5 separate regions of the Mus musculus genome follow, and all the other regions are linked to region 4. A link is a contact called in public HiChIP or PLAC-seq, Micro-C and promoter capture Hi-C data. All regions are on one chromosome and are shown on one strand. Each heading gives the region's core, a stretch centred on a gene start, on an enhancer-like site or on the middle of the called end of the contact. The rest is flanking DNA. Distances are from core to core; before and after follow the strand shown.

The links. Promoter capture Hi-C pulls out the DNA fragments that hold promoters and counts their contacts. A called contact is a pair of places that touch in the nucleus more often than the background predicts. HiChIP or PLAC-seq counts read pairs in DNA pulled down with a chosen protein or histone mark.
Region 1: a promoter capture Hi-C map of embryonic stem cells shows a contact between it and region 4. The contact joins the promoter of Pkn1 here to the promoter of Prkaca in region 4. A contact is called at or near these places in 17 of 39 promoter capture datasets (the C10 cell line, the HPC-7 cell line, HPC-7-derived erythroid cells and 11 more), 2 of 484 Hi-C or Micro-C datasets (B cells and bone marrow-derived macrophages), 18 of 115 datasets of contacts at active chromatin or transcription factors (SST interneurons, bone marrow-derived macrophages, craniofacial prominence and 13 more) and 2 of 9 other capture datasets (adipose tissue and liver).
Region 2: a contact with region 4 is called in a Micro-C map of embryonic stem cells, with 7 times the contacts expected there. The contact joins the promoter of Cacna1a here to the promoter of Prkaca in region 4. A contact is called at or near these places in 1 of 39 promoter capture datasets (hippocampal neurons) and 1 of 484 Hi-C or Micro-C datasets (embryonic stem cells).
Region 3: a contact with region 4 is called in an H3K4me3 HiChIP or PLAC-seq map of embryonic stem cells, with 6 times the contacts expected there. The contact joins the enhancer-like site here to the promoter of Prkaca in region 4. A contact is called at or near these places in 6 of 39 promoter capture datasets (the 3T3-L1 cell line, the HPC-7 cell line, HPC-7-derived erythroid cells and 2 more), 2 of 484 Hi-C or Micro-C datasets (embryonic stem cells and pro-B cells), 1 of 115 datasets of contacts at active chromatin or transcription factors (embryonic stem cells) and 2 of 9 other capture datasets (adipose tissue and embryonic stem cells).
Region 5: a promoter capture Hi-C map of hematopoietic stem and progenitor cells shows a contact between it and region 4. The contact joins the promoter of Ccdc130 here to the promoter of Prkaca in region 4. A contact is called at or near these places in 20 of 39 promoter capture datasets (the 3T3-L1 cell line, the C10 cell line, the HPC-7 cell line and 12 more), 1 of 484 Hi-C or Micro-C datasets (the HPC-7 cell line), 7 of 115 datasets of contacts at active chromatin or transcription factors (the 230-238 cell line, bone marrow-derived macrophages, effector CD8 T cells and 4 more) and 2 of 9 other capture datasets (adipose tissue and liver).

Annotation. Positions count from the first base shown.
Region 1 is chr8:83,697,437-83,700,714 of GRCm38.p6, forward strand. It overlaps Pkn1 (protein kinase N1), which reads right to left and starts at 1,743. Exons shown (of 22, transcript NM_177262.4): 1 at 1,531-1,743. The coding sequence starts at 1,551.
Region 2 is chr8:84,413,578-84,416,741 of GRCm38.p6, forward strand. Cacna1a (calcium channel, voltage-dependent, P/Q type, alpha 1A subunit) reads left to right here and starts at 1,787. Exons shown (of 47, transcript NM_007578.3): 1 at 1,787-2,366. The coding sequence starts at 2,068.
Region 3 is chr8:84,355,343-84,358,916 of GRCm38.p6, forward strand. It overlaps a transcript of Cacna1a not described here. Among named protein-coding and RNA genes, the nearest start is that of Gm23626, 23 kb to the right of the region's middle. Within about 2 kb of position 1,394, at least 42 of the 459 cell types and tissues checked have an H3K27ac peak or open chromatin away from gene starts, as enhancers often do. A contact at or near this core is called in embryonic stem cells, where this site is marked.
Region 4 is chr8:83,971,191-83,974,584 of GRCm38.p6, forward strand. It overlaps Prkaca (protein kinase, cAMP dependent, catalytic, alpha), which reads left to right and starts at 1,788. Exons shown (of 10, transcript NM_008854.5): 1 at 1,788-2,042. The coding sequence starts at 1,997.
Region 5 is chr8:84,268,841-84,272,319 of GRCm38.p6, forward strand. Ccdc130 (coiled-coil domain containing 130) reads right to left here and starts at 1,562. Exons shown (of 10, transcript NM_026350.3): 1 at 1,502-1,562.

The sequences.
Region 1 (3,278 bases), core at 493-2,992, 270 kb before region 4:
CCTTGGCCCCACCTCCAGCAGAGAAGGCCTGGGAATGTGAAAAGCATGCAGGCAGGGAGGCAGGGCCTCCTGGGTCCTCCTCCTCGGTGACTCACTTCTGCCCAGGGACAAGGAGTCACTTGAGGGCAGCAGGGCAAACGCCTGGCCTGGTCTTGAGGAATTAGAAGGTCAGCTTCTCCACCTGCCATTACAGATCTGCAGACAGCAGACCAAGAACTGTCACCTTGGGGAAACCCTCTTGGCAAAGTGGCTAGGAACCCAAAACCCCACTTCCTGAGATTTCAATGCCTGGGGCGTTTCCAGAATCTAGACAGGACATCCGTTTGCCAGACACAGAACAGACAGGCACGGAGACGGTGGAACCAGGCAGCAAGTCCAAGCGGGAATGAACATAAGGGAGAAGACGGGACGGGGACCAAGATGTAGGTCCAGCCTCATTCTGGGAATCACAGCCTCCATGTGCGTCCTACTCGGGACACACCAAGCACATGCATGTACTGGGACAGCCCTGCACAGCCCTCAGTGGGCTTGAAGGGGAGCCGGCACCGGTGCATCAGCCTGGAGGTCTGACCTTGTGAGATCGGCAGCACCAGATACGCCCAGCTCCTCGGCAAGGCCGGCAGGCCATCAGCAGGACTGGGGAAGACGGGTACAGAAGGGTACAGGGGAGACATGGGGGCAGGTGTAGAAGGAGATGAGAACCAGTTACACAGGACAATGGACTGCATGGTGACGAATTAATGGAGCCACAAAGATACAAAGATCTCAGATTTTGGGCCACTGAATTAGAGTGGGGAGTCAGTCACCCCGACCCTGACCCTGCTTCAGTAACGCCCAACAGGTCACACAGGGAAGGCCATGTGGCTGGCAGATGCCAGTCACAGGTGTCTGTTGCGAGGGAGTAGAGACCCAGCCCTGTCACCTTCCAGACATAAAATCCTTCCTGTCTGTGTGACAGGACACGCCCCACCTGGGTTACAGCTCCATCTGTCAGCCTGAAGGGTGGTTATGGGGAACAAGGCGGAAGGAGGAACCCGGCCTCAGGCCTAGTGAAGTGACTTAGACACTTCCTCCAACAGGTGCCCATCTGGGTGGCGTCAAGACCATCGTAAAGACGTCTGCAGGCGGGGGTGGCCCGGGCTTTGTTGTGCGGGGGAGGGGATCGGGCCGGGCACTCCTCCGGTCCGGGGCAGGGTGCCAGGCACCTGCTCCAGGTGAAGCGGCACCTGACAGAAACCGAACGCTGCAGGACCCAGAGTAGGATGTGGGGACGACAGGCACCGGGATCCGCAGCTAGCCTCGGACACCGAAGTGGGGACCCCGCTACACACGCTGACTCTCGGGGAGGGCCAAAGGAGGGGATGCTGGGGTAGAATCCCGAACAGCACCCCTTCCTCCGACCCGGTCGGCGCCTCCACCTGCTACAAGGGCCCGCGCGGGCTCCCGATGGGGACCTCGTCCGGGACTCTACCCGTGCCTGGGGTCCTCCGCGCCTTCTGGCCGCCCCGCGGGTGCGGACAAGTCGCCTACCTGTACGGCGTCGCCGGCCATGTCCTCCGGCCGCCCGCCAGGGGTCCCAGCGCCAAGGAAGGGCTTGCGAGCGCGCGGGCGGGTGCGGCGGGAGGCGCGGCGCCCAGACCCTCCCAGGCGCGCGGCGCGCTCCGGCCTGCTGCGCTCGGCCCGGCCTGGCCAGGCCTCCGCCGAGCTGCGCCCTCCGGCCCCAGCGGCTGCAGGGTGGGTCACGTGAGCGCCGAGGTCCGCGCCTGGGGAGGAGGCGGGGCGGGGGCGGGGCTCCCGGCGGCCCCCGGGGCTTGCAGCGGGGAAATAGGGTCCCTGTTGGCTGTGGGGTGCGGCAAGCGCTCCTTGTAGCGTAGGGGACTCTGAGCGGGCCTAAGCGACCGCGAGCCTCAGAGGCCTTGTCCCCCGCCTCCAACCCCTTTGAATGCAATGGTCACCGTCCACCACCACCCTCGACACACACGGCCCAGCTGCACAGAGGCATCCTCCCTCCCGTTTCCCGGGAGGCAAACACAGGGAGAGCCTGACTTCAAATCCCAGTGTCCTGGGCCTTGGGGGAACACAATACCCCTCAGGACTAGGATGTCTGTAAAACTTGAGGAAGAGTAGGGCAAGTGTATAGATCCCAAGTGCACAATAAATGCCAGCAGTTGTCACTTTTAGCTCATTTTTTTAAAGACTTTATTTTGATTCATGTGTGTTAGGAATAAGTTTCGGGGTGGCAAAGAAAGAGACCATCCTTCAAAATGAAATGTCCGAACAAGGCAAACTTTACTCTTCATCAAGACAGTGCGCTGCGGAAAAGCAAAGAGAAGACAGGAAGTGCATATGGTTTCTATTCTAACTCAGGTGACCTCGCAGTCTTATTCAATTGGCTAGTCTGAGAAAATTGGCGCAGAGGAAATTGAAGGGGAAAGGGGTCACTGCTCCAAGCGATCAATTTCCTAGAATGGAGCGGGGGGGGGGGGGGCGCTTTGTATAAACAAAAGTTTTACTGGGTGAGGAGGATTAAAACATCTCCTTAAAAGTCCTATAAGGTAGGAGAGATAATGATTTTAATTACTGTCCAAAAGACTAATCTTATACTATTTGCTAGAAAAGACTCATATTTAATTTCTTGCATGTGTATATATGTGTTTCTTTGTGTGAGTTATGCACATGTGTGTGGGTGCCTCTGGAGGTCAGAAGAAGACATGGGATGCCCTAAAAGGAAGTTATAAACTGTTTGTGGACTGCACCACCTGGGTGCTGGGTCCAGACTTGAGTTTTCTACAAGAGTAGTATTGCTTCTATCTCTTCAACTCCTATTTTAATCTTTATACCATTTATTGAGTGTGTTCACGTGCATGTACCACACATGCCAAGCCAAATGTGTGGTGGCCAGTGAGTGACTTACAGGATGGCTTTTCTTCTGCACCCTATCATTTGGGGGGGGCACCCAAACTCATCTTCCTAAGCCCTGAACAGGCCCAATACTCCATCACTGAACTCTCAAGACTACAGTAGAGGCTTCCTTCCTTGTCCCCCAGCCGCCTCCTCCTTACAGTCTCTTCCCCAAACCGCATACCAACGGAGCCTAAAGTCTAGACATTTCCAGGAGGAGCCCACCAGGTCCTGTGTCACCTGCCGCCCTTGGTCACTTGCCACTCGCTGCTTCAGCAAGTTGACACCCTCATTATAGCTCAAATGTTGGTGGAGTGAGTTAAATAGCTTGCCACACTAGTCATCTAACTTCCTTTTTACAGATTGATAAAAGAGAG
Region 2 (3,164 bases), core at 537-3,036, 440 kb after region 4:
GAAAGAAAGAAAAAAGAAAGTGGACAAGCAAATTGTAGACTTTTCTTTATAGAGTATTATACAGCAAAGAAAATGTGTCACCCACAGGTTCTGCAGAATGATGCTTATTATGAGATCAAAAGGAGCAAAGCATAACTCCTGCCGAGGAAGGCATGCCAAGGTCATAAATAAAGCTAAAAGAATTAGCAGAATGCTCAGGCAGAAGTTATACTGGCACTGGCCCCCGTGTAGGCCTGTAGGCGGGTTTCTGGGGAGCTGGCTTCCAGGAGGGTTCATTCGCAGCAATTCCTCAACTTGTTCATTTGTGATTTATGTAGTTTTCTCTGTGTTCATGGAGTTTCCAAATAGGAAGAAAAAAAAAAAAAGCAGGTGGGGTGATCCAAGTGCCTTATAGAGCAGGGGCCAAACCGAGCTAGGCCAGCAGCCCCCGCCTAACACCCTAGGTCTCAGTGAGTGGTCTGCTCCTGGGAGCTCACACGGGGGCTGCCACCAGGATCTCCTATACATTAGCTTGGATTGGCCCCCTGGGACCCACAGCCTTCCTAGAAGTGCCCCAAACCATTCTTCTAGCTCATAAAAACTGTCTTCTGCTCAACAGACCCACATTTGTTCAGCGTCGGCCACCCGCACCAAGTCTCCAGACCAAACCCTCTGGTCTTTTAAGTTTCTTCCTTCCTGTTGGGCACGCCTCGTTCTAGGCAGCGACGCGGACCTCGGGTGGCAAGCAAGGTCCCTTGTGCCGGAGGACTCTGTCCCGACTTCCCCCTGCGCGCCTGGCCGCGCCTGCTCTCGCGCTGGTGATTGGTTGCGCGTGTCGCCGGGTGGGTCTTGCTCTAGGGCGCAGGGCCGCGATCTAGCCCCGGCTCCCGGCCGGGCAGCTCCCTCCTCGCACCCCGCACCTCTTCTTTCAGCGGAGCTGGGGGGAAGGGAGGGAGGCACCCGGGGGTGGGATGCTGCCAGGCTCTGCCGCAGCCCGAACCTCTGCCGAGCGGCGCGCACCGCCCTCCCTCGCTCGTTCGCTCGCTCTCTCGCCTCCTTCCCCCCGTGGGGAATTTTCAAGACTGCGCTGCTGCAATTTCCCCCCGGCCGAGGCTGCGCCGCGCCTGGCTGCGCGCACACACGCTTCCGCGCGCAGAGGAGCCGGCGGCTGCTGAATCAGGAGGAAAACAGATCGGCTTTTTTTCAAAGCCGGGGACCAGCGGCTCCCTGAAGCCTCCGAGCCCCGCCGCGCCCCTGCGCCCCGCTCCTCCGCCCTCTGCTCTCCAGTCGGGTTGAATTTGGGGGAGGGGCTGCAGCGTTTTCAGGAATTTTCTATTCTTTCCAGGTCTAGGAAAGTCAGCAAAACAGACGGACAAATCCTTCGCTGCCACCCTCTTCCTATAGCAAAGACCTGGTTTTGTTTTTTTGTTATTTAATTCTTTTCTTTTTATTTTATTTTATTTTTTTACTAATGGGCCGAGCCCACGCCTTTAGCAAGATGCCAAGCTGACCCGGACCTCGGAGGAATTTGAAGCCAGTCTCTGCGTCCAAGGGAGGGGGGACGTCCTTCGTTTAGACTTCGCGTTTTAAAGGGGGTGTGCATTGGAGCGTTGCTTTAAAAAAAAAAAAAGCTGATCTTTTTACACTATTTTTTTTAACTGATTTTTTTTTAACTGAAAAAAATTTTTTTTCTTCTTCTCCGGAGTGGGTGGCCGGGGATCGCCTGGATCGCGTCCCCGGTTATTTTTGCCGCGCCCCTCCCCCGCGCCCCGCCCCCGCGCCCTCCCCCGCACCCCTCCTCCCGCCCGGGGTCACCGCCTCTGCCGGCATGTCCCGAGCCGCGCTCCCCGGCTCGGCCGGGCCGTCCCGCTCGTGAGCCCCCCGAGCTGAGGCCGGGCGCCGCCGCCCGATGGGCTGGGCCGTGGAGCGTCTCCGCAGTCGCAGGTGCAGCCGCCGTCCCCACAGCCCGGCCAGCCTGAGCAGCGGCGGCGGTGGTGGTGGTGGTGGTGGCGGTGGCCGTGGCTTCCGCAGCGCTCGCCGCAGCAACAGCAGCCGCCGCGTAACCCGAGGCCCTTTGCTCTTTGCAGAATGGCCCGCTTTGGAGACGAGATGCCGGGCCGCTACGGCGCAGGCGGAGGAGGCTCAGGGCCGGCCGCCGGGGTGGTCGTGGGCGCCGCGGGCGGCCGAGGAGCCGGGGGCAGCCGGCAGGGCGGGCAGCCCGGAGCGCAGAGGATGTACAAGCAGTCGATGGCGCAGAGAGCGCGGACCATGGCCCTCTACAACCCCATCCCTGTCCGCCAGAACTGCCTCACGGTCAACCGCTCCCTGTTCCTCTTCAGTGAAGACAACGTGGTGAGAAAATACGCCAAAAAGATCACTGAATGGCCATATCCTTTTGCCCCAGCCCGAGCGGCTGCGCCTCCCCTCCTCCTCTTCTTCCTCCTCTTCTTCTTCCTCCTCCTCCTCCTTTTCCTCCTCCTCTTTTTTCCTCTGCGGGGCTGGGAAAGAGACCTGGGGGCTGATGGGAGCTGGGGGGCTTCTCGGCGGATAGGGGCTGGAGATGGGGGCCCGGTAGCTGAGGGAGGCAGCCTCCAGGCCTGCTGGGCTGCCGCTGCAGAGTGAGCCTGCGAGTAGTTAGGAGGCTTGGGACTGGGGGAGTGAGTGGTTCCTTGTGAAGACCGAAGGTCTGGATCCTGGGTCGGGTCGCGCGGGGACACTGATGGGGGCTCTTCTGATGGGGTCTGACTTCTGATGGAGCCCTAGCTGGGCCAGTGCTTGGACGATTTGGGTTACAGGGTAAGAGAACCCATACATGTCTCCCTCAAATCCTTCGGAATAGTACCCCGATCTCTCAACCCTGGCCTTCCACCCAAGGTGGGATCCTCAGGCCTAGGGTATAGGATACCATGTGGCCTGGCCGTAGAGAAGCCATCCCTCAGTTAGTGGCTCTGGGTGGGCCACCAGCTGCATCTGGGGACTGGTTTTTTTTTTTTTAGTGGTTTGAGGGACACATCATCAGAAGCCCTGTGTGCAACTTCCATTCTCTCCTGTCACAGATCAGAACCCCTTCAGCGTTATTTTTTGGGGTGTAAAGAAACATAATGCCATCCATCTGGTGAGGCCCATGGCCTGGGAAGATTTGAGGTGTGTTGTTTCAGTATGAGGGAAGGCTGAAGGAAGGAAAA
Region 3 (3,574 bases), core at 144-2,643, 380 kb after region 4:
GGAGTCGAGTCCTTGCGTGGTGTGCTCCGACTCTGCCTCCATACTGCAAGTAAATAGAATTAAACCAAGGACAAAGTAACAGATTAAAGAGCTGGCATGGTGGTGCGTATGTATAAGCCTCGCACTGTCCAGGCTCAGGTAGAAGATTGTGAGTTTCAGCCTAGCCTTGGCAGCAAGGTGAGACAGCCTCAAAAATTAGTAAAATAGGGACTGGAGAAATGACTCCGTGGCTAAAGGCTCTGGCTGCTCCTGCAGAGGACTGGAGTTCACACCACACCCACATAGTGGTTAACAATGGGCAGGATCCCATTTCAGGGGATCCAGCACCATCTTCTTACCTCCCAGGGTGTGTACACAGACAATGCACAGACTGCATGGAAAAACACTCGTGCACATAAAAAAACAGCAAAATCGGAAAGGTATAGGATGGCTCTGTGGGTAAAGGCCACTGCTACCAAGCCTGATAGCTTGAGCTCAGTCTCTGGAGCCCAAGGATGGAGGGAGAGAACTGATGCCTACAGCATTGTCCTCTGATCAGTACAGATGGCCCACGGCACACCCATACACCCATCACACACACACAGACACAGACACACACACACAATTTAAATAACAACAAGAAGAAAATAAAGGGCTAGGGGGATAGCTTAGTATATTGGGACCTGAGTTCAATCCCTAGGGTGTGTGTGTCATGTCGGGGGTGGGGGTGGGGGTGGGGACAGAGGCCAGGCATGGTGGTACAAGCTAGAATCATGATGCTGGGGAGGCAGAGACAGGCAGACTAGACTAGGCTCACTGGTCAGCTAGCATAGTCTACTCTATTCCAGGCCAGTGAGAGACTCTGTCTAAAAAACTAAGGTGGTAGCCCCTGAGGAATAGCACCTAATGTTGATCTCTGGCTTCCGCATACATATATGCACATACCAGTGCCCCATGCACACTGCAAACACATGAATATAATAAATAAAACATCGAGACAAAGAAACTAACAGACAGGCTCTCGGTGTGCTTTCTAACTACACAGGAAGCAGATCAGGACCAGCCTCTTGGTCCAGTGCAACTGAGTTTGAACTTGCCATCAGGGATCTGAAGTCCACTGGACGCAGGTCCAGAGCACAGAAAGCAAGGGCTTTAGAGGGTCCACTTTGCAGAAGGGAGCATCTAGATGTGAGAAAGCACCCCTCCCCCACCCCTCCCCACCCCACCCCAGTTCGATCTGGAGCTAGGTAGTTCTATTGCTTAGCATCAGCCACACCCTTGCGCCCTTTCAACCCATGGCCTGTGTTGCCCGGCAACTGCTAGAAGTGTCTTTCCTGCCCCCCAGTTGCCAAGGGAATACTCAATCCTGGCAGCCGGGCCTGGGGCGCTGAACTTCCGGGCGCAGGGTGGGGTGGCCTCTGCTGTTCACACCTGCTCGCGCACAGCCCTGGCCTCCCCTCAGTTTCTCTCACTCTGCTCTCCTTGTCTCCTCTCTCCCTCCAGTTTCCTCTCCTGGGATATCTGAGCGAGGCCCATGGATGCCGAGGGCCTCTTGGGGCTCTGACCCCATGCTTTCTCCCCTCAGTCATGAGCTCCTGCACAGCCCAAGGTACCCAGGCACGGACTGCACCCTGGCAGGCTCATCCAGGACTCTGCATGTCCCGTGGTCACAGCAGATGAGCGGAAGCCTCGAGGGGCCAACTCTGAAACGGCGTGGTGGCGTGGTGGACCACCGGGATGTCATCTTGGCCCACCAGGCGCACAAAATGCACAGCACCCCTCAGGCCAGAAGGAAAGAGTGGGAGTGAGTATTCACGGGGCAGGCTGTAAGGGAGCTGTGCGGGGCTTGTGGGCCAGCCAAGCCTGAACTGGCAAGCTTCAGGGGATAGAATGCGCTGATATGGTGTGGGTGACTCCAGTTGTCCCTTGACAGTCCATCAACCCTCTGCCTTAAGGTTGCCTGGAATACTCTGAACCGGCTTTGTAAAAGACCCGGATCCCTTGTGCGCAGTGGAGCCAGAAAGGACTGGCAGAGGGGACAAGTGCTTTCTCTGGGGACTTGGGTAGGGTGCGGGGAGGTGGGGCATGTTGGGAAAGGCTGGGAAATTCTGCCTTCAGAGGTACTCTGGCCCAGCTGTGAGGGAACGAGCTACGCTGATAGCTAATGGGAAGTGGTTTGGAGAAAGGTTCAACTACAAACAATCCCTTTGCCACTGCATCTCTAAGCGGATTGCTAGGGCTTAATAACATTTTATTTCAAAGGTGTAAAGCTGGGGTGGTTTCCTGGGCTGACACTGATGGCTGTGATGTACCCATGAGTAACAGCAGGAGCCGCTGATGCTAGCAAGACAGGAACCAGTTTAAGTCCCTCAGTCTTCATACCCTGCCATCCCAGGGAGGCTGCGTGTGTGTGGTCACCCTGCTTATCTGCAGCTGCCACTGTTCCTGGAGAAGGGGAAGCCTGTGGGTGCTGATGGGCGGGAACGAATGCAAGGTGGGCCTGAGCACGTCTGGTAGGCTGGATGTGAAGCAGGCCTACTTGAAGTGCCCTCTGAGGTAGTTCCTAAGGTTATGGCTGGATGTGAAGCAGGCCTACTTGACGTGCCCTCTGAGGTAGTTCCTAAGGTTATGGCGACACCTGGTGGTATGTCTGAGCATCTATGGGCGGCGGCAAACTGACCCGCGTTCCTCACCCTTAGGTGTTGCCATGTATCCGGCTTTCCTCCCATGCATGTGTCCACCTGTTCACTCAGTATGTCTACCCATGCATCAGTTACCCCAACCATATGTCTTCCCACGTTCGCCTACTTTGCCTCTCCCTCCTCCACCCACACACTCACTGTCCAACCCATCCAATCCGTCCTTCACTAGTAACCAAAGCACCTAGATTGTGCCTCTCCAGGGCTTCTCCCCACCCTTCCTCTTCGGTCTCTCCGCATTCATGCTCTTCTTGCTTTTTTTTCTCAGAAGCAATGAGACCTTTAAAAGGTTGCAATGAGTATTCGCACAGACTTTCAGCAAGAAGATTCCCCGCCGCTCCCCCCCCCCCCCCCCCCCCCGCCTTTTGGAGACAGGGTTTCTCCGTGTAGTCCTGGCTGTCCTAGAACTTTCTTTGTAGACCAGGCTGGCCTCAAACTCACAGAGATCCTCCTGCTTCTGTCTCCAGAGTGCTGGGATTTAAGGTGTGTGCCACCACCACCTGACTCAGGAAAGAAACTTTTAGGGCCAAGAAAGTGTTTTGTTTTGTTTTTGTTTTTTCTTTTTAAGACTTATTTATTTATTTTATGTATGTGAGTACACTGTAGCTGTACAGATGGTTGTGAGCCTTCATGTGATTGTTGGGAATTTAATTTTTTAGGACCTCTGCTCACTCCAGTCAGCCCTGCTCGCTCAGTCCCTGCTCGTTCCAGACCAAAGATTTATTATTATAAATAAGTAAACTGTAGCTGACTTCAGACACACCAGAAGAGGGCGTCAGATCTCATTGTGGATGGTTGTGAGCTACCATGTGGTTGCTGGGATTTGAACTCAGGACCTTCAGAAAAACAATCCGTGCTCATATCCACTGAGCCATCTCACTAGCCCAAGAAAGTGG
Region 4 (3,394 bases), core at 538-3,037:
GTTGTACAGTTTGCACCACAACCTGGGGGTCAAAGCCTATTTTTCTTTGCCCATTTTTTTTTTTTAATTTTGGTTCTGTTTTGTCCAAGCTTAAGTATGCCAGCTGTTCAATAGATGGCGGCCAGTGATTTTTTTCTCACTCTGACCTTGACCCACAGGCATAGAGCAACATTGTGACCCAAGGACACACAGAGCCACAATTTAGATAATTTCACTTAGCTGTGGCAAAACTCCCCAAATCAGAGATGGAGTATTTGTCTGTTCAGCCAACTCGCATAATCCAGAGGAACCGTACTTTCTGGCAGGGTACTTTCCCCCTCGGGGACTGCAGCTGACCTAGTAGCAGGAGTACATATAGTTATTGGCTTAGAAGCTGGTTGTGCATTGTTGAGCAGTGAGTCTATAGGTATATGTACCTCAGAGTCAACTACCCTTTGGAGTCCAGGAGAGGTAGCTCATCGTCCACTCAGCACCGTCCACCCAGCACCGTCCACCCTGGCCACCCTCTATTACAGAGCTCTGGTGAGGGTAGGGATAATTTGTTTCCAAGAGTACATTTAGCAGTATCTGGAGATGTTTGTGTTGTCCCAGGCAGCAGACAGATGGAAGAGTACCAGCATCCAGAGTGTGAGGGTGGGGTTCTGATATCAACCTAGTGTGCAGGAGACCCTCCAGCAGAGTGCTCAGGCCCCTGGTGTCAGTGGCAAGGTGGGAAACTGACCACGTTCTGACAGTGCAGACTTGAAAGAACACCGAGTGAGGTTCTAGTTCAGTGGTACAATGCTTACTTCGCAGGGAGTATGCATCGTGTTCAATCCCCAGCATTGCATAAAAACAAAATTTAAAGATGAGCATCCAGAAGGAAGGAGAACGGCTCTCTTCCTGCCCAAAAGGGGCAGGTTATGTTGGTCATGTCTAGGCAATGGAGATTAGTTAAGAGCAAGGAACTAGCCTGACCGAGCCTCCATAAAATGGGAGTATGGCAGGCCCAACGTGCAAGGTACAAGAAGTAATGCACTTGGCTGGCGTCCGTAGTTACTACTTTTCAGGGGCCTAGGGTTGAGCCTTAGCAAAGAGTGTAGATACTCTGAGTCTCCTCCCAGCACGCCCTCAGTTCTGGGTCCAACATCCCCTTGCAGCTCCAGTTGTGTCGCGAGCAAACCAAAGCGGACCCCGAGCTAGTTGGGTCACGGCTGCCCAGTGTCGGGCCTCCTTATGAATGACACCGAACGGCGCCCGGCGACCCTTGACCCTCGGCGCCAGCCCGCCCCTCCCCCCCTGGCAGGTGGACAGCCGCTGCGCCGGCCCGCCGTGGCGTCAACCTCTGGCCCGTGGCCGCTGCCGCACTGGGCAGGGGCGGGAGACTGCAGCGCGCACATTGCCGCACGGGCGTCCGCCGGGCCGCCTCCCGCACCTCGCAGCGCCTGCCACCCAGCCACCCTCCAGCCGCCGCAGCCTCCGCCCCGCCCGCTGCCCGGGCCGCAGCCTGAGCCGCTGCCCCGCCCTCTCACCCCGGGACTGACACTAGCCGGGGCCGCCTGTCTCCGCCAATCGACGGCTTCGCAGGGGCAGCCCCAAGCCCTCTCGGGCTTCTCGGCCAATCACGTGCGTTCGCCCGCCCGACTGCGGCCTCACGAGCCCGTGAGTGGCGGAGAGTCTGCAACTCGCGTCACTCATCCAGGAGCCTATGGTGGCGCGGGAGGGTTCCGGAGGGCCAATGGACAGCGGCGTAGGGCTGTCAGTCAGGGAGGCCTGAACCAATGGGCGGTGGGCTGCGGGGGCGTCACGGACAGAGGACTTGGGCTGAGGCTCCCCCGCGGGCGGGCGCAGAGAGACGCGGGAAGCAGGGGCTGGGCGGGGGTCGTGGCGCCGCAGCCAGCGCAGCCAGCCCCAGGGGCCGCCGCCTCCGCTGCCCAGCGCGCTCCGGGGCCGCCGGCCACCTTAGCACCCGCCGCGTCGCAGCTCCGGGACTGGCCCCGGCCGCGACGCCGCCGCGATGGGCAACGCCGCCGCCGCCAAGAAGGGCAGCGAGCAGGAGAGCGGTGAGTGCCCGGCCGTCACCCTGATCTTCACTGCGTGCGGCCTGCCCGCGCAATGCCCATCACTGCATGGCCCCTCCCCCATATGCCCCCCCAATCTTGTCTGCCTGCACCCCTGCCTGCTGCCTGTTCACGTTGGGGTCGGATCACCGCAGAGATACTTTGCCCCCAGTAGGGCCTGGTGCCCATGGCCTACCATCCCCCACTGCAAAGGCCGTGCCCCCCCACCCAGCTGTCACTGCCAACCATTGCATGTATGACCGCCGGGGCCCCAGATGAGGCCCTGTCACCACACCAACCCCTCTTCTCCTAGTCCCTTTCTCCAGATTCTATACCCCCTCCCACTTCGTCACTTACCTTTCCCACACAGCGCCCCAATGCCTGACCCTGATCCAGGCTCCTGCCAGTTTCGGGAGTGCTGTGGGGTCCACGCTGCAGGGACCTTGGCCACTTGGTGACCACACCCCTCCCCCTCCAGCCCCCGCCATCTTTCTCCTACCCCTGCCCGATTCACCTCATCACAGCTCCCACCTCCAAGCCACCCCCACCCCCATGAGCATTTCCCGGGGCCACCTCCTGCATTGTTTTTCCCTTCTGTGTCACTTGGCATGGGGGACAAGATCTTTCTGGGTCCCTCTGCCCCTCTCATCCTGTCACTCCACCTCCTCCGTGCATTCGTCTGGCCCTGGCTGGGGTGGCAGACTGTTTATGAACCTAGAGAGCTGCTTCTGCGCTTCCTTATCCAAGTTGGAGCTGGTCTTGCTCAGAGCCATTACGTCTGTCCTTTTTCTTGGGTTGCGGGTGAGGTAAAGCGGCAGAGCACCCTCCTGGCCTACCCTGAGGTCTGGGTTCCTTAGAAGGCCCCTCAATAAATGGTCGTTTCACAACTGCGGTTCTGTCGTTCACCCAGCCCCTGGGGCTGGTTTGAAACTGCGGATGAAATGAATAGCAAAGGCTCATTCCACTGAATGGGGATGGTCAGAAGAATTGCGCGCATTGGGGTAACGCCATCCAGCAATAGGTGACAGCTAATGATTTGGTTTGCTTAAGACAGATGGATTCTGTGCATACCGAGGGCTCACCCAGAGGGAGGTATATCCACACACACATACACACACCCCCCCCCCAAAAAAAAAACCATGCTGAATTTTTCTAGCCAGGGAAAAAAAAGTGATTCTATATTTGAAATTACTTCAGAAAGGGCCTTGGGCCCTGTCCCCCAGTGCTTCATGTCTCAAAGTGGTGTCACTCCAAGCTAAAGCTGTACTGCAGCTGAGAACAGCTTCCAGTTACCCAAAAAGGAGGCTCTGATCAGCTGTGCCCTTCTCAGTGTCTGAGTCCCCCGAATGCCACTC
Region 5 (3,479 bases), core at 312-2,811, 300 kb after region 4:
TCAGTGTCTTCACCTACTGAGTCATCATCACACGTCCTGACCCAGATACCTTTGGTGGCCAAGTACTTCAATGCCCAGCCAGGTTTGCGAGGCACAGCTACCTGAGTTTAAATTCAAGCTCCATTCTTTACCAGCTGCGGACCTGGGTCTGACTGTTGTGGAGTGCCTGCTCATCGCCTGTCAGAAGAGAATACAGACCAGGGAGTGATGGTGTATGCCTTTAATCCCAGCATTCGGGGTGTGTGTGTGTGTGTGGAACCAGGAGGGTACACACTGAGTTCGAGACCAGTATGGTCCACAAAGCCAAGTTCCAAGCTAGCCAGAACCAGACAGGAAGACCCTGTCTCAAAAAGCAAAATCAAAACAAACAAAAATTAAAAACAGAGGGAAATGGGAGCGGGAGTGACTCTGGGGTTTGCTATAATGAAAAAGTGTATGGGCTGGTAGTGTGGACACCCAGCTTGAAGTGCTATGTGCTTGGGGTCTGCTTTACAATGTTGAACATGTTTGTTTTGGAGACATGCCTTTCTGTGTAATCCCGGCTGGCCTAGTACTCCAGATCTTCCAGCCTCAGCTTCTGAAGTCTTAAATGGCTAATCACCACAGGTAGTATCACAGCCAGATTACACCCAGTCTGCTCAGGTGGATGCACAGGGGCTCTTCTGTGCCAAGGGTCATTCCTGACCTCAAATGCCACAGCAGACCACAGCTTGGGCATCAATCTCCTCTCTGCTGCTTCCTAGCTGCCTGACTCTGGGCCAGGGGCTACCTGGATCCCAGTTTCTCCATTTGGGGAAAAAAAAAAGTTTTCTAAAGGATTCAGCCGCTGAGACTGCCTTTGGGAGTCATGACAGGTGTTAAGTATTGAGAAGAACAGGCATGGGACAAAGAAAAGTGACAATTTCAAATTTCTCCTACTTACTAACAACTATAAAAAATATTTTTGTTATGTGTATGTGTGTGCAGAAGTGAGTTCAGGTGACCGGAAAGGGTAGAGGGTTGGATTCTCTGGAGATACAGGCAGCTGTGAGCTCTGGGAACTGAACCCTGGTCCTCTGCTAGAGAGCAGGTCAAGTTCTTAACCGCGGAGCCACCTCGCCAGCCCCTTACAAATTACATTTATTTGTTCTGCGTGTGTTGGCAGAGTGTGCAACGAAGTGAGAATGTAGATCAGAGAACAGCCTACAAGAATCGATTCTTTCAACATGCTCAGGGGTCGAACTCTCATGTTGTCAGGTTTGGCCACAAGCGCCACTACCAGCTAAGCCACCTTGCCGGCCCCCAAGCTACTGTTCCCAAGCACTATGTTTCAATTCAGGCTAGGAGGGCTCATCTTCAGCATGAAGACGCCTAGAGGTGCCATTGGCCTAAAACGGAGGCTGGGCCCTGGGAACCCGCTCGCGTCCGCAGATACAGCATCTCCCGTGCCAGGACGCAGTGGTGGGATTGAGGACCTGCCACCCCCGTTGCCGTCGCGGACCGGTCCTCACCCCGTACCTACCTGCCCTCTCCCTGACGTCACGCCTCCACCAGCCCGGAAGCACACCCGGAGCCAGGAACCCGCAGAGCGCCCGCCTCTGCGGCCCAAAAGCGCCTGCGCAAGCTGGAGCGAGGCACTTTCGTCATCTTGATTGGCTGAGGCTATTGCAGACTGACCAATTCAGGCCTGTCTAGCCGTTAGAAGCCCCGCCCACCGGGAGTGGTCCAATTGGAGATGGCTTCCTCCCGGAAGATCTACTTTGGCACCGCCCAGCCCTCCCTGGCGGTTGCGTTTTCGAAGGAGCTGATTCGTCATTTTTAAGCTTTGATTTGACTGACGTTTGAGACCGGTTTTCTTGTATCCCAGTTTGACCCTGCATCTCATTATATTGCTGAAGATGACTCTGAATTTCTGACTCGCCTTGTGATATCCAAGTAGTGGGATTACCAATACAGCCCAGGCTATTTATTTATGGATTTTAAAAAATTATGTTTATGACCAGACGTGGTGGCCAACACCTTTAATCCCAACACTCTGGAGGCAGAGGCAGGTAGTCTACATAATCAAAGGCCTGTCAGGAGTACACTGTCTCAAAAAAATACATATGTATGTGTGTGGGTGAGTGCTAGTGTGCCACGACTGAGGGAAGTAGAGTCAGAGGGATATTTGTAGGTCTCTGGGCAAGTATGTGGTGCATACATATATGCAGCCAAAACACCTGTTCAGGTAAATAAATCTTAAAAGTACAAAGCAATGCCGGACGTGGTGGCTCACGCCTTTAATCCCAGCACTTGGGAGGCAGAGGCAGGTGGATTTCTGAGTTCGAGGCCAGCCTGATCTACAAAGTGAGTTCCAGGACAGTCAGGGCTATACAGAGAAACCCTGTCTCAAAAAACAAAACAAAACAAAAACCCAAAACAAAAAGTACAAAGCAAAGCCGGGGGACGGTGGCACACGCCTTTAATCGCAGCACTAGAGAGGCAGAGGCAGGTGGATCTCTGAATCTACAGAGTGAGTTCCAGGACAGCCAGGGCTACAGAGAGAAACCCTGACTCGAAAAAAATCTGCCCCCCCACCCCCACCAAAAAAGTAGAAAGCAGAAAAAAAGAGGTTTATTCAATGGTGGCACTTTAGAAAGCGATTCGGGGAAGGGACACTCTTAAGTTCTGGTGTGAGATCATGGTTTAAAGGTACAAGGATCTCACATCTAAGCAGTCTTGGTCAAGGTGTGGTCCCGCCCACCATTGACCCACCATTGTCTGGGCTTCAGTCTCATCCTGTAAGTTGGTCTGCAAAACCTAGAACTGGGTGAAATCTCTTTCCAGAAGACTTTCTCTTCCCCCTCTGGCTGGCGCCCTTTCTTTTGCCCACCATGAGATTCCTGGGGAAATTCCCATTTCTTTGGAGTTCATTATTTTATGGTCTGATAGATTGAGAGATGTGGGGACGAGTCTCTCTAGATATCTTCATTTCTGCCAGGTCTATTAAAAAATAAAAGGTTAGTAACATGGAAGATTCTTGAAGGCCCCTGAGCTCAGCTTTATATAAAGAGTCAATGACAGGGCGAGGGGACTCACAGTGTGAGCAGAGACTCTAGGGCCTGCTTTTGAGTCAACCCTTCTTATAAGCAACCCTGACACACACTCCTGTTTATAACCCTGGTAGGATGTCGTTTGTAGGACATCAGACTTCAGTGCAATGGTTACTTTGGTCTGTGTGGGTTCTCTTTCAAGGATGAGTAGATGTCTGTGTGCTGTATCCTCCCAGGAAAAAGTCTGTGGCAGTGAGAGAGGGGGAACCGCGAATTCAGAGATGACTTGGGAGGAGTGAGTTAGCCAGGCATGCATGAAGCTAACCCTCCTGAGGGGAGCATCAGAGGAGGCATTTCCGAAAAGCCGATAAGCCGGCCTTTCCTGTAGGGTGTTAGTGTACTTTATGCTGTAGCAGCAGTAGCAGGGTTCTTGTTATGGGTGTGAGCAACTAAGGCTGAGCTATCAGG